Regions from separate parts of the Mus musculus genome. Here all the other regions are linked to region 1. A link is a contact called in public Hi-C, HiChIP or PLAC-seq and promoter capture Hi-C data. All regions are on one chromosome and are shown on one strand. The core of a region is the stretch at or near the end of the contact, and the rest is flanking DNA. Distances in the headings are between cores, read along the strand shown.

Region 1 (2,900 bases), core at 252-2,751:
CTTTTCAATAAGTCAAATATGATAAATTGCCTGGCCCTAAGCAAGGAGCATTAAATCTTTGGATCCACACAACCCTATCCCACCTTCCTAATGCAACTTGGCCAAAGATATAGATATGAAGATATAGGTCAGCTGCCCTCCAAGCTACTAAAATAGGTAGCACAGAGGGGGCCTCTAGGGTTCCTTCTTATAAGAACCCCTGGCACAATGAAATACCTTGTTCTCATGAATGAACAAAATACAAATGAACAAATAAGATGAATTAGAAAAGCTGGCAGGATATGTTATATAAATGGGGCTAACCAGTGGTGTGTACTAATTCTGCTTCCAGTTTTACAACTAAGGTCTCACTAAGTAGCCCAGGCTGGCCTCAAACTCTCTGCCTCCTAGGTGCGGGGGGTAAAAGGTGTGGACCACGGCTTCTGGTCCAAGATAGGTATGTTTTAAAATAAGAGGAGACATCCAAAATATTAACAAGTTATTCAGTTAGTAAAATTCTAGGTGACCTTAATTTCCTTTTTTGTTTGTTTGTTTGTTTTGGTTTGGTTTTTGTTTTGTTTTGCTTAGCTGTCCTCTCGAAAATAGGCATTTGGAGAAATTAGAAGGGGGTGGAGGGAAGCCCTAAGTCCTGCCCTTATTTTTCTTCCTATAAACACAATTCTACCAAGTTTTGTATTATCAAAATACAAAACTCCAACAGAGAAAAAGCATTAAAGTATAACCAGAAGACGGCTAAAAATCTGGCAAGAGCACTCAAATCATCTCAGAGAATACATAATTCTTTCAGAACAGTCTTTGTGATATTAATGGTAAACCAAAAGAAAAGATCAAACTAGGTTTAGTGACTAGGCACTAAAGATGCAAACATTCTTCCAAAGAATAAAGTCCTCAGCTACTAAAAGCCCCCGAGACGTCCCCAGATAACCAGGGGAGTTTGGACTTCTTGTTGGGAGTTAGATATCTGAACAGCTTCTGTTATGGGGAAGATTGCAATTCATTTTTGAAAAAAGCTATTTAGAATTTAGAATTGCCTTTAAAGAGTTCCACGGCCTCTTCATAGCTGTTAAAAAAAAAAAACCCAAAGATTAAAATGCAATCTGTAGTTTGAGGGCTCTTTTGGTTTTTGTATTTTTAAGCATTCGCTGCCCCTGTCGTCTATCGACAGCATTCCTGGGACTGCACTGTGATGGCACAGGAGTCGCCCTGAAAGATGCGCTGTCAAATCTTGCCCAGGTGACTCCACCTGCGGGAAAGGTGCCCACAACCCAGTGAAGCCCCAGGCCCCGCTCTCCCGGTATGCACGCTTCACCTCGAGTAGAGCAAACACACCCGGCTCAGACTCAGAGATCCGGGAGGCGGCGGAGAACCGGCCCGGCAACGCTGTGCTACCGGCAGGCAGACGGAACCATAAGCGTCAGGGCCGAGCGAGCGAGGGGAGCGATGCCATGAGACACCCGGCCCGGCCCTCTCCGCCTCTAACTCCCGCCGCCGGACGTGACGTCGCCCCGGATGCGCGTGCGCAGAGGACATCTGCTGGGAGTCCCACCCACACGTGGATGTTAACCGGGTGAAGCTGAAGCCCTGAGAGGTGGTAGCGGCCGAGTCTGTGCGCCCTTGAGTATCCACGTCTGTCCCTCTCACCTCGATCCCGAAACCCTGGTGATCGTCTCCCCTTCGTTCAGAGTGCTTGCTTAGGGCACTCTTCTGCCCCGTGGAAACCGGGATCCCTCAGGCGGTGTTTCTTCCACCTCGCCCGGTGGAAAATCGGAAACGAGCCTTTGCTAATCGATTGGGCTGCACTTCTTCTTCCAAACGTTCCAAGTGACCATGAGAAAGCAAATCAGTTAAGTCCTCAGCTATTAAAAACTGAGTGATGGGCAGGAGAGATAGCTCGACAATTAAGAGCACTTACGGCTTTTGTACAGAACCCGGGTTCAAATCCCAGCACTCACGTGGTGATTCACAACCATCAATAACTCCAGTTGCAGGAATTCCAAACTACCCCTTCTGATTTCTGCCAGTACGGGGCACGCGCATGGTGCTCATGCACGCAGACAAAACCTTTATACACAAATATTTAAAACTTAAAAACAAAAACTTATTGGTCCCCCAATGATCAAGGAGGGATAAGCAAAACCATTTGTTCATCGTTTACTGTGCAAAGGGGCAGTTGCTGCCATTTGCCTTTTGGCAGCTACTCAGACCTAGAATGCCAAGCGCGCAGTCAGTTAAGGCTGCTTGCTTGGGGAAGCTGCGAGCCGCTGGACAGAACTGGGGCATCCTGTGTGATTTGTCACGGAGAGCATGTTCTTTGTCCATCCCCAGGTGGCACTGAGTTGGAAGCAAGGACTGAATTAGGGAACTATTAGGAAGATATAGCTGTCTGGGACGGACTACTGATTCGTTTTTTGGATTGTTAGTGCCAATCTGGCTCACTCACATTGTAAGCCCTTCCTCCCGAGGTCTCTTCAAGTATTTTTATCACAGTAACAAGCCAAGGAGGTAACACGGCCGCAGTGAGGCGCTGTCCCCATGAGTGTTGGGAAATTACTGCAGAGAAAGCAGTACCTGGGCCGGAGAGTTAGGGATTTTTAAGGCTGTGAGTGAGTGCAGCTAGTGGTGAAGTCACATGCTGAGCTGGCTAATCTTACCTCAACCTGACACAAGCTAGAGTGACTGAAAGGAGGAAGCCTCAAATGAGAAGACACCTCCATGAGACCCAGCTTTTTCTTAATTAGTGATTGATGGAGGGTCCAGCCTATTGTGGTGGCCCCGGGTTCTGTAAGAAAGCAGGCTGAGCAAGTCATGGGGAGCAAGGCAGTAAGCAGCATCCCTCCATGGCCTCCGCACCAGCTCCTACCTCTGGGTTCCTACCCTATTTGAGTTCCTGTCCTGACTTC
Region 2 (2,900 bases), core at 202-2,701, 1.9 Mb before region 1:
CTCAACACCCCCATGTTCGCCACAGTGCTTTACTTATTTTCATTGGGGATTTGCAATCCTTGCACACCCCTATTTATGTTATTGTCTGTATTGCCATGACTTTTTTTTAAAGATTTATTTATTATTATACATAAGTACACTCTAGCTGTCTTCTGACAGAAGAGGACATCGGATCTCATTACGGATGGTCATGAGCCATCATGTGGTTGCTAGGATTTGAACTCAGGACCTTCGGAAAGGGCAGTCAGTGCCATCTCACCAGCCCCTGCCATGGCTTTATCCTTGGCACCTCAAAGAAGTCCAGAGCACACAGAAGTGTTTGTTGTATGTGAATGAAAGAGAAGGTAAAAAGGTCTGGATTCTTCCTGATTTCTTTTGAACTAGATCTATTCAAATGTATTCCTTTCAACCAGATTGTAAATCAAACGTGCTCCGTTATGCAAGTGAGTTGGATCATCTGCTAAAAATGAATAAGTTGATTTCTAAATTTATTGCATCGAGCTCAACTCTCTCCACAGGAACTGTATATTAAATCTTGCGCAAAGCCAGTAATGCCTTGATGTATTTTTATGCTGCGTCTTAGCTGGAAAGCAGTTTACACAGTAGGGCATCTGGGAATGGCTAGCACAGAGTTGCAGTGGAAGGCGAAAGCCTTGATTTCTCAGGGAGGAAAGGGCTGATCACCTCTTGCGTTAACAGATGTGGCAGAACTGGGAGTTTTAATTTCAAATAGAAAAAAAGGACTTGAGATAAATACCTTGTTTTTCAGAAGTTAGTTCAAGCAAATGTGGCAAAACCTTTGGCTGTTGGCCAGATGTTGCTTGAATTAAAGGAGACAACAGAACGAAACTTGCTAAACAGGTAGGTGAATTAAGAGCACAGATGTCTCTAAGTCACTCACCAGTTACTTCTGAAGCGTACTATCTGTGAAAACACAACACAACATCTGTTGCTGGGGGAGGGGGAAGGCTTTCCAGATTCTGACGTCAGGGGACTTATTTCCTCACAAGTAACTAACCTTTGCCGGGAGCAATAGGTTGGGTTCAAGTACAACCTGTTTTTCAGGCAACAGCCATCCTCTTTTCCCTTTTGCTCACTAAAACCAATTTTGTATTTGAATTAACGGCTGAAATGTAACTGGCACCTCGGCAGGGAGACAGTCCGACGCACAGTCTTGAGAACAAGAATCAGCAGTCTCTAAGTTGGAGGTGGCGGCTCAAGAACACCAAAGGCACAGGGGACGGGAAAGGAGAGCAAGGAGAAGCCGGAGCAGCGTTGACTCCTGGGAGTGGTAGTTCGTTGCTGGGCGGAGACCTGGAGCTCTCGCCGATCTTTGCACTACATTACCCAGCAGGCCTCGCGCAGCGGCTGAGTCGCTGCGGAGTGGGTGCTTGGTGATGAGCTACCGCGGGGGAGGGGGCGGGGAGCGGAGGAGCAGCTGCAGCGGCCTCGGGGAGTGGTTGACATCTGGCGTCTCCGAGGGAGGAGGGGGACCTCGAGTGAGCTGCAGCCAGGGCCTGGCGTTCGCCGCGCCACCTCCAGATCACTCTTTCCCCGCCTCGACGTCCGCCATGGCAGCGCGTCCGTCCGTCGCCGGCCTCTCCGCTCGCCGTGGCTCCGGCTCCCCGGAGCGATGAGGAGGCGGTAGTGGCGTCCCAAGGCCCGCTCCACCAGCGACTCGGTCGCCCCGGCCGGGGGCAGGTCTGAGGGCCGGTCCCGTCGCGGCCCGCCCCCGCACCGCCAAGTTCCGCCCCCTGGGGGCGCTGCCCTCGGGCACCCGCGGTCCATGCCGCCCCGCCGCTCTGCCGCCCGCCGCTGAGCCCGCGCCCACCCCCCAGCTCTCAAAATGTGGCACAACGTGGGGCTGACCCTGCTGGTGTTCGTGGCCACGCTGCTGATCGTCCTGTTGCTGATGGTGTGCGGTGAGTGGGGGGTAACGCCGGGGGCGGTCGGGAAAGCTCGCGTGGACAAGTGTCCACGGTGATCACCTCGGTGGTCTCGGTGGCCACCGGGCTCCCAAGACCGAGTTTAGAGGAGTCATGCCTCTTGCTCAGGGCAGGTCGCCCGGGCATCACGAACCTTCAGGCTCAGCGAACCTTCAGGTCTGGCATCCTGACTCGAGGTAGAAGCACGTTTCTGCTTCCCCGGCAGGTTTGTCCTTGGTTGCCATAATGCCACAGCCTACCCAGATCTTTCACCGTGGCCTGTATTCGAAGGAGCAGTGATCGGTTTCATCTTTTTATTTGGATGTTCTGAACCTAGTGAGAGATTTCATCACCTTTTGGGTTTCCAGCGCACGTGAAGCTGTTTGTTTACTTCCAAGTTCAGGCTTTAACCAAATTCCCAGCCTACTTGATAATGGGCAGAGCCAAAAAAAAAAAAAAAAAAAAAAAAAAAAAAAAAAAACACCACTGGCGGTAATAAACTTCCAGGGTCAGGGAACCTTATCTTGGTTCTGCTGTCCTGGGGCTGTTTGGTCTGCTGCTGTGTACTTCTCTTCCCAGGAGGGAAGGAACGTTAAACTGTTCTCATGGCGTGTTTTCCATCCCTCTTAATTCGTTATGCACATAGCTGATAACCACAGGTCTCAGCCAGGAGACTGAACAATTGTGAGAGTTTGGAGAGTATTTCAAATAAATGACAGTAAGCACTGGTATTTAGAAGACCAAGTATGGGTTTGAAGTGATGGAGTATTGGGTTAAAATTTTATAAATACTGTAAAGCTTATTCTTACATAGTTAATGCTCAGTCCAGTAGCTATATTTGGAAAGATATGCACTTACATATTTAGACACCTATATGTGTATTTAAATTTTGTCAGTAATGCTGACTGAACCGAAGGCTTCACATATGCTCAGCACATGTTGAACTACATACAGAGCTAGTCCCAACTCTAACAT
Region 3 (2,900 bases), core at 192-2,691, 1.8 Mb after region 1:
GATAGATATAAGCATAGTACGAGATATGGAAATAACATAATGAAACCTATCGCTTTGTTTGCTAGACCTAGTAAGGCAATTCAAGGACCTGCCTCCCTGTCCCTGCCTGGCAAAATAATTTTGAAATGACTAATACATTTTAATTTTTGTTTGTATTTCCTTACTTTCTTTTTTGTCTGTAAAAGCACTAGTAAACTAATAGTGTTCTATTTTAGAATTAAAATAAATTACAATTTAGAATTTAAAAAGTAAAGCCATTTTGTGATCTTTACGTTGTTCTAATTTTGTCCTTTGAGAGCAGTGACCCACAATATTACCTTCATGTGTACATGCATCAAACACAACAGATAATTCTCTGAATATAAACCCATCCAAATGAAAAATGAAGAAAACAAACTTCCACAAACTTCAAATGCAGCAGAACTCATCTGACCTCATGTCTATCGCCTGAAGGGTAAAAACATACTGTAAGACATGAATTTCTGAAAGCCTAAATTCTAAAAGCAATGTTTGGAGGACATCCTCTGGCCAGGATAGTTACTGTAAGTCCAATTCATTCATTCATTCATTCATTCATTCATTCATTCATTCATTCATTCATTCAACTTACACTTTTAAACAAAAGACCTAATGACAGTCTTGAGTTATTTTAAAAAAAGATCAACAAAGGCTGGCAAGCTGATTCAGCCAGCAAAATGCTTGTAGCTTAAGCAAGAAGATCGGCCTGAGTTGGATCCCCAGTACATACATAAAGTGCCAAGCAAAATATCTTGCTTCTAATCATGGCACTAAGGAGCCAGAAACAGGCAGATCCCTGGGGCCCATTGGCTGGCCTCACCAGTGAGTATCATGGCAAAATGAGAGATACTGTTTCAAAGTCATAATGAAACATCCCAAGAGCTCTGGAGGAACAACACCCCCACCCCCACCCCACTTGACTCCCCTCCATATGCAGAAGCACCTGTATGCATACAAACATTTGGGCAGACATAGGCAAATAGGTAACACACACAAAGCAACAAAACTAAAATTATTTCCTTAGCTTACTGTAGGCAGAAAGCATTAGTGGTAAATTTTAGAAATGAATACATTTCTATATAACAATAAGAATGCACTATTATTTTCAAAGCAATAGCTGAGAATTGATGAATTCTTGGAGGGCTTTGAAACTGCTCTCACACACAGGCCACACTTACCCAGGCTTGCCATCAGAGACTCCAAGTCCTGCAGGAGAGCGGGCAGCTGCTGCAGCTGCCCCTGCAGCTCGTTCAGGCTGGTCCTCTTCTTCTCCCAGTGGGCAGACAGCATGACCACCTCGCTGTCCACCAGCTGCAACACAGACCAGCGGGGCTCAGGAAAACCACATCTCAAGCACACAGTCAGTCAACGAGCCGAGGCCCGGCCAGTTTGTCTTTAGCAACCCTCCATGGTCTACAGATGGCAGTGACACTGAAGACAGTGCCACTTGTGTTGCTGGTTTTTCTTAGAAGAGGAAGGAACTCAGTATTTGTACAGCAGACCTCAAACTGCTCTTGTATCAGACATCTAACCCAAAGACTCCAAGGTCAGAAATAAGCTGACATCTTCTACGTATGTTCTACTATTAAGGAAACTATTCATTGGAAAATTCATACCTAGGAAAAATAAGACAAAAAGCAAACAACAACAAAAAAGTAACAAAAAGCAAATACACAGAAACAAATAAAAAAGTGATTTACTGGTAATTACTTGCTAACTTGAGAAGAAGTTAAAATATTTTGTCTGGTACACAGCATAATCTTTTTTAAGGCATTATAGATCATACCATGGTTCATTAGATAACTTGAAAAGTCTAAAATAACTAAGGTTTAGACAAAAACTACTTCTTACCAAAAATCAAAGCACAGCATATTTAAATATTAAGGCTTAAAAATGGTTTATTAATTCTAACTTTACACAAAACTAAAAATTACATTCTTTATATAGGACATAAAGTTTTTAGGTAGAAAGAATATAGCAGAGTACACTAAAGTATTTTAATTTAAGAAAATGTGAGGGTGAACAACTGTCAAACCATCACAGATGATTATACAATGGTACAACACACTAAGCATCTGCTACAAGCCCGACTCTGGGTTAAGCAATTTAGATATATTATCTTACAAAAACTACATCTTCTATGTTCCTCAAAGGCTTGCAAGCTAACAGTGTATGCAGAGTAGCTGGGAGACAGTGGAACATTTCATAGGTGAGGCTAAGCGTGAGAAAGCTAAACCACCACGGGCATGTCTTTGAAAGGATGGGGATTCCAGGCTCCTCCTCTGGGTGACAGACTCCTGGGTTACAGTGAGATGAACATAGTTCTTCCACCAAATGCTCCCAACATGGCACACTGTCTAACCAACAGCAAAAGGACCAGTCATAAAGCAAAATGATAGCCAAGCAAACCCTTTCTCCTTAATAAGCTGATTAGCTCAAGTATTTTGTCAGAGCAATGAAACTAATTAACATAGCATAAAACTCTACAGTTCATTCAGTCTATCTGAACAAGCTTGCTTGTTAAGCAAAGTTAAGTGGTGTCTGACACATTTTATGGATTAAAAAAAAGACAGAGACCAGGCTGTTTGTGTAAGACCAAAACAAATTAGTGCACCAAAGATGATAATCAGAAATTGTAACCTCCCCTCCTGTCACAGGAAATGCACCCTGAGCAGAGAAGTGAAGTCTCACTCAGCTCACTTAACAAATCAAACTGCTAAATAAAACCATTACTCTTAAGAGTTCAATCTAAAGACTAGAAACTGTTTCGCAATAATAGGAATTAAAAGGAAAACACTAGAAGTCTAGCTTCGGAAAACTACCATGGATGCCTAATCCTTAAGTAACTTTTAACTATTTGTCTGTAGACTGTGGAGGAGGGA
Region 4 (2,900 bases), core at 244-2,743, 1.6 Mb before region 1:
TCATGTTACCTAATAATGTTAAATCCCTTCGCAGCACCATGAGGTTAACTTCCCATTCTGAACTTTAATTCAGACTAGAAAGATAGGACATATACTATGGCTGCCAGGAAGAATTTAAAAAAATAGGAGAAGAAGAAGAAGAAGAAGAAGAAGAAGAAGAAGAAGAAGAAGAACAACAACAACAACAACAACAACAAAGAAAGAAATGAAGCCCCTTCTTTATCTAAAATGAATTTGATGTTAAACTCATTTATGTCTGATAGTCTATACTCCTGAATTGACATTTAATTCAGCCATTGAACCCTACACCATAGTAGGTTTTAGTACGGTTCCTCTTAATGACGCCCAAACTTTTTTCTATATTGTGGGAGCAAAACAAAAACATGCATAAATATAAACCTGCATATACATTATTGTCATTTTTAAGGTGCTCACCAAAAGCAACAATATTTAGGCAATTCGAATCTTCAGTTACTGGGCAAAAACACTTGATTGGCTTAGCTATTCTTTCTTCACTTCCTTCTGTAAACTTTAGCAGCAGAGTATTTGGAAAAAGATGGAATTGGGCGAGGGGGATGGGGTGAGGAGCACTAACGTTTTTTATGCAAACACGATTTTTTTTTTTTTAATTTCAAGTTAAAAGGTTTCAAACATCAAGGAAGACTGTAACTAGCATAACTGGAGTTAAGATGCTTCTGAGGCTGACCTTGGATTTGAAGGACAGGGAGACGAAGCTGAGTTAGTTTAAGTGCTGGGGAGATTCACAATTTTAGATGAAAAGAGTCCTATCTGGAAGAAGCGCTAGAGCCAGCCTTGGCCAGGAGGATTCATTCGGACACCTACGGGGCCCTGCGTCAATAAGTGGTTTCAGATCCTGCAGCTAAGGGGAGTTCGTATTTTACTGCTGGCCGGCCAGAAGACTGGCTGAAATGACAAAGAGGATCTATTTCTGTTTTAGTAGATTTAGCAAAGGGAGGGGCGTATCCAGGTCACTGGACGCACTCTCAGACAACCCTACAAATGAAATCTTGAGCATTTACACCTTTGCAAAAAGTTGCTCGCAGACGCCCTCACGGAGAGGGAAGGATCTGGAGCAGCGAAGCGCAGGCTCCAAAAATCCTGGCAGCTCCCGGGACCTATACACAGCTCTCTCATCCCCGCCCAGCTCACCGGTTTCAGGTTTCCGGGGGCGCGCAGTCAGGAGGGGGCGAGGGGCTTGGAGTCTGTTCCCTCGGAGCAGCCAATGAGCGGCGAGACCCAGCGGTGGCGCCAGTGACGTAGGTGGCGCTCCCTCCGCCCCACTGCGGGCGGACGCTGGGAGCCGACGACAGCCTGAGCTCCCGGGTGCCTAGGGCGGCGCGCGCGCGCGCGCGAGGAGCGGGGGGGAGGCAGTGCGCGTGCGCAGCCGCTCACCCCCGGGGAGGCGGGGCCGAGGAGCGGACACGCGCATGCGCGCGCCCCGGGGCGGTCGCGGGCGGAGGGGGCGGCTCCTCGAGTGTTGGCTACCCAAAGGCCGAGCGGCAGGCGGGCGGCAGGTGCCGCGGCCGGGCGCCGCTGCCTCGTCGCGCGTCCCCGCGATGAGCCTCGTCTCGCGGCCTGCCCCTGCCGGCTGCCGCTCCGCGCGGGCCTCACGGCGTGACCCGGGCCTCGTGGCGTGGCGGGCCCCCGCGGCGCGACGCGGGCCCTGAGCGGGAGCGGCGGTCCCTCCCGCGGCCCCAGGCCTCGCCCGCCAGCGCTCCTCGATGTCTCCCCGGCGGGGAGGACGCTGCCTGCGACACCCGCCGAGCGGCGCCCCCCGGAGCGCCCCGCTGCCGCCCCGCGGGGACGATGAGGGCGGAGGGCGCCGACCACTCGATGATCAACCTGTCGGTGCAGCAGGTCCTGAGCCTCTGGGCCCATGGCACGGTGCTGAGGAACCTCACGGGTAATGCGCCGGGCGGAGGGAGCGGTGGGGGACCCACTCCACGGGTGTTCGGGGCGTCCGCAAACCCGGCCCGGTGCGGGCCGCTGGAGCACGCGCGAGTCGCGCCAGTGCCCCGACTGGATCACAGTTCATGTTTCTGTCATTAACCCCCCCCCCCCCCCCCGCCTTTCCCCGTGCGCGCGCGCACGCACATACACCGCTTCTTGCAGTTTCGATCTTTTTTAGTCTTTCTTTCCTGGTTTAGCCCTTTTTCTTGCTGACAGATGTCAAACCAATTGCAGTACTCCTATTGCCTGCTCACCGTGATCACGGTGGACCGACCGTTCGTTCCTTTATTTGTTGAGAGAGAGAGAGAGATATGACTAAGTAGATAATAGCGGGGTCAGGGGCTGGACCAAGGTCTAGAGCAGTCGAAACAGTTGTCTTCTCTGCTATTTCCTTTTGTCTGGCTGTCTCCTGGCTTCAAGTTGCTGTATTTGTGAAATTGGAGAATTCTGTGTATTTCCCTTCATTAATCAATGTGATTGGGAATGGGGTTTAGCTACGTTATAGCATCAGGTTGTCAGAGTAAGCATTAGTACACATAATATGATTTCATATGCAGGTTTGCTTGTGAAGAAACTTCTGGTTTTCTCAGTGTGGAAGTGCTTAAACTCTTTTGAGTTCCGAGTTTTAAAAATAGCGTCTAAAGAGTAATATTGACTGGAAAGCAGTAGGGTCAACAGTTTGACTCCGGAGTAGCTGCTTTTGTGAAACCACAACCAAAACCCCAAACAAAAACTCAGTTCTTTAAAATGTCTTAACTCCAATTGAACGTTACTATTTCAAAATCTGTGTGATAGCAAATTAATAGTATGTAGTATACTTATAGGCAAAATCTGGCATGATACAGGGTTCATATGTTCAAGGAGAAAAATATAACGGCATTGCGTACCACCCAGATAAATTTTCAGGTTGCTTAATTCCTTACTTATGA
Region 5 (2,900 bases), core at 155-2,654, 1.1 Mb before region 1:
ACCCGAGCTTTCTAGCTGCATAATCTTTGCTCCTATGACCAAATTTACTTTTTGGTAGGCATATTTTCTTCCTCTGCAAAACATTATTTTTGGCTCTAAGCTTGCCATTACCAAGTATTCCATTTTTAATAATTTCCATTCTGGGGCTTTGTGCTTTTCTTAGCTCCAGCAAGCTAGAGGTAGGACTTCCTCGGGGGATTTTAGGGGTCAACCGTTAGCAGGAACGACCTGGACATCTTTATGAAAGCCTAAGGGAGCAAAACAAGTTTGCACAGATGGTCAGCTGTTAGTGGGCGTATGATCGCTTAACAAAGAATATTTTTGTTTTGCGCCTTTTTTTTTTTAACACCTTATTCTTTCCAACTTTGAGGTGGCCCGTACAATCTTCTATCGGCTTTTTTTTTTTTTTGTGGATGCGTGTAATTTTTAAGTTCAAACTGCTAGTATTATGCCTACCCTTGAAAACCTGCTTCGTTCCCCAGAGTCAGCTCTCCTGATATTTCCAGAAGTTTCCAGTTCCCGTTCTCTAACGCTTTCTAGCAGCCGGGGTCAAACTCTGGTTTGTAATAAATTAGTCTGTCTTCCCTGTTCACTCCCCCAGAGTTCCAGAAGCCTGCTGGGTGGCTCCGCCCCGCACCCCCTCTTCGGCTTCCAAAGTTCCCTCGCGGGTTAGTCCCCAGCTGACAGGCAGCTAAGGAGGGGTTAACTGCGCTCGCCGCTGCTTAGGCTCTGGGAAGCACCGGCTCTCTCCGGAATAACCTTGGCTTTCCTCGGTCTTTTAATAGAACATCCGCCACCAAAAAAGTGGTTTCAGTTTAGGGCTTAATAACACGTCCCCTCTGACCCTCCAAGTCAACAACCCAGCCCCCTTTCATTCTCTCTCTCTTTTTTAAAAGTTATTTTTTAAAGTTAATGCGTTTCAAGTTTCACTATGATTTTCCCCTTCCCTCTACGCGGAGCAGAGGAAACCCCCTTGGGGTCCCCCCTCCCTCCAGGGTCCTCCTCCTCCTCCTCCTCCCTACCAGGGCCAGGGCGAGGGGCGGGGCTGGGAGACACCATGACGTCACCGGGCCGGCCCACAGCCTGCTCTAGAAAGTCAAAAGACGGTAAAGAGAATCCGGCCCCGCCCGGCCCCGCCCCTCCTCCCGGGCCAACCGCCCCCGACTGCGGCCCGGCCGGGCTTCCCCGGGCCGCGGAGCCCCGCCTCCGCTGCCGCCCCGCCCCGCCCCGCCCTTCGGGCCGCGCCTCCTCCTGCGTCCTGGGTCCCCGCGGCGGGGCCTGCGGCGGGCGGGCGGGCGGGCGGGGCGGCAGGGGGCCCCGGGCCGGCTTCACAGGAGCCCGCCCTCCCGCCGCAGCCCCCGCCCCGCCGCCCCCGGGGATCCCCTGCTGCCCCGCCCACGCGCGGGGGGAAGCCGCCGACCTTCGCCCTGGCCGCCCTCGCGCTGCCAGCCGTCCTCACGGACACCCGGGAGAGGTAAAGGCCGCTCTCCCGCCGGGTTCCACTCGGTCCCTCCCGCGCCCAGCTCGCGCCTCGGTGCCCGTCGGGAGGAGGCTCCGCTTGTGCTGATGTCCCGGTTGTCAAGTGCAGCGCAGTTCCCGACGGGTGCGGGGCCGGGCGCGGCGGTGGGGGCGCTGCACCCGGGAGAGCGCGGCGCGGGGGGCGGGGGCCGGGACCACCTCCCCCTGGCGGGCGGGCGCGCGGGTGTGCGTGTGAGTGAGTGTGTGCGCGTGTGCCGGCGCCGACCTTGCGGAGGGGATGCTGCGTGCGGGAGCCGCTTGCCACTTCGGCGGGTCCTGGCCGCACGGGCGGCGGGAGCTGCGGTCCTGCGAGCCCAGCAGGTACGGAGGGCCGGCCTCCTGGTCGCCGCGGCCGCTTCTCGCAGGAGGGCTCGGCGGGGCTGCGGGAGACCAGGCCGCGGCTTCCGCACCTCCCGGCTTTGTGGCTCGCTTTCCCTTTCGGTCTTTGCCCGGAGTGCCTGTTTACTCCGGGCCACCTGGGTAGTTTCCCTCCCCGTAGGGCGCGCGCCCGCCGCTGGTGGGTCGGGGCCGGTGGGTAGGGGCGCGGGGCGGCTTGGGCTCGCCGCGGGGTCGGGCTCCAGCCGGAGTTGCGGCTAGAGAGGGGAGGGGGCTGTGGCGAGGCTGGCGCGAGGAGGAGTCTCAAGGCTGCTGCTCTCGCCGACTCTGTCCTCCTCCTCCTCCTCCTCCTGCTCTCCGCATCCACTCTAGGCTCCTTCCGGAGCTGGCACTTCCATTCCCCCCTCCTTCTGGCATGCGAAGCGCTTTGTTCAGTGCAGCGTTGCAGAGGGGTTTTCCCAGGCTCCGCCCTCCACATTCATTCATGTTTTTTCTCCTTGTGACTGTCTTTACGCTTTTTTGATTGTGTCCTGTTTTTGCACCTTGTAGTATGTATTTCTTTCTCGAGAAAGAATGGTCGATCACTGGTCCTAGTCGCCACGGTGGTGCTGTCGTCTTTGAAAATAACCACTTCTCCACCGCGGATTTAAATGTGGGCTGGACAGCTAGGGACAGGGGGGCTGGAGGCTGCAAAACCGGGTCGCACAAAGCTGTTACAGGTTGGGAATTTGCATATTTTAACATTTAAGCTTGGGAGCTGTGGGAGGTCACGTGATCGGCTTACAATCCGAGTTCACGCTTTAAAAACTTCGTAATATCGTGACCGCTTAAAAGCTTTAGTTTTAATACGGAACGGAACACTTACAGCTTTATCTTTAAATTCTCTGTGCAGTCAAAACCTTTTTGGATGCTATAGCTGATGCCTCTGTGGTAGGGGGAGTTGAGGAGCTCTATCTTTCACCCATCATTGACCGTCCTGTTTCTTATTCTTCCCCTGGCGTTAGATTGGGGATAGTTTGTGTTATGCCGACTAATAGCCGTGTTAA

Evidence for each region. Promoter capture Hi-C pulls out the DNA fragments that hold promoters and counts their contacts. A called contact is a pair of places that touch in the nucleus more often than the background predicts. HiChIP or PLAC-seq counts read pairs in DNA pulled down with a chosen protein or histone mark.
Region 2: a Hi-C map of B cells shows a contact between it and region 1, with 7 read pairs. The contact joins the promoter of Smim13 here to the promoter of Tbc1d7 in region 1.
Region 3: a Hi-C map of pre-B cells shows a contact between it and region 1, with 3 times the contacts expected there. The contact joins the enhancer-like site here to the promoter of Tbc1d7 in region 1. A contact is called at or near these places in 1 of 39 promoter capture datasets (pre-B cells), 4 of 484 Hi-C or Micro-C datasets (cortical neurons, pre-B cells and regulatory T cells), 3 of 115 datasets of contacts at active chromatin or transcription factors (astrocytes, large pre-B cells and regulatory T cell precursor) and 1 of 9 other capture datasets (liver).
Region 4: a contact with region 1 is called in an H3K27ac HiChIP or PLAC-seq map of thymic regulatory T cells, with 6 times the contacts expected there. The contact joins the promoter of Tmem170b here to the promoter of Tbc1d7 in region 1. A contact is called at or near these places in 5 of 39 promoter capture datasets (cranial neural crest, hippocampal neurons, liver and 2 more), 1 of 484 Hi-C or Micro-C datasets (B cells) and 2 of 115 datasets of contacts at active chromatin or transcription factors (astrocytes and thymic regulatory T cells).
Region 5: a contact with region 1 is called in a promoter capture Hi-C map of liver, with 4 times the contacts expected there. The contact joins the promoter of Hivep1 here to the promoter of Tbc1d7 in region 1. A contact is called at or near these places in 2 of 39 promoter capture datasets (cranial neural crest and liver), 1 of 484 Hi-C or Micro-C datasets (CD8 T cells) and 1 of 115 datasets of contacts at active chromatin or transcription factors (pancreatic cancer cells).

The regions. Positions count from the first base shown.
Region 1 is chr13:43,170,000-43,172,899 of GRCm38.p6, forward strand. Tbc1d7 (TBC1 domain family, member 7) reads right to left here and starts at 1,502. Exons shown (of 8, transcript NM_001252639.1): 1 at 1,310-1,502. Gm40929 (a long non-coding RNA gene) reads left to right here and starts at 1,823. Exons shown (of 4, transcript XR_873309.3): 1 at 1,823-1,843.
Region 2 is chr13:41,248,393-41,251,292 of GRCm38.p6, forward strand. It overlaps Smim13 (small integral membrane protein 13), which reads left to right and starts at 1,452. Exons shown (of 2, transcript NM_001135577.2): 1 at 1,452-1,922. The coding sequence starts at 1,847.
Region 3 is chr13:44,981,545-44,984,444 of GRCm38.p6, forward strand. It overlaps Dtnbp1 (dystrobrevin binding protein 1), which reads right to left. Exons shown (of 10, transcript NM_025772.4): 5 at 1,197-1,329. Among named protein-coding and RNA genes, the nearest start is that of Dtnbp1, 19 kb to the right of the region's middle. Within about 2 kb of position 1,442, at least 43 of the 459 cell types and tissues checked have an H3K27ac peak or open chromatin away from gene starts, as enhancers often do. A contact at or near this core is called in pre-B cells and regulatory T cells, where this site is marked.
Region 4 is chr13:41,604,389-41,607,288 of GRCm38.p6, forward strand. It overlaps Tmem170b (transmembrane protein 170B), which reads left to right and starts at 1,494. Exons shown (of 3, transcript NM_001163572.2): 1 at 1,494-1,924. The coding sequence starts at 1,828. It overlaps Gm32184 (a long non-coding RNA gene), which reads right to left and starts at 1,688. Exons shown (of 3, transcript XR_382252.4): 1 at 1,171-1,688.
Region 5 is chr13:42,050,617-42,053,516 of GRCm38.p6, forward strand. It overlaps Hivep1 (human immunodeficiency virus type I enhancer binding protein 1), which reads left to right and starts at 1,405. Exons shown (of 9, transcript NM_007772.2): 1 at 1,405-1,474.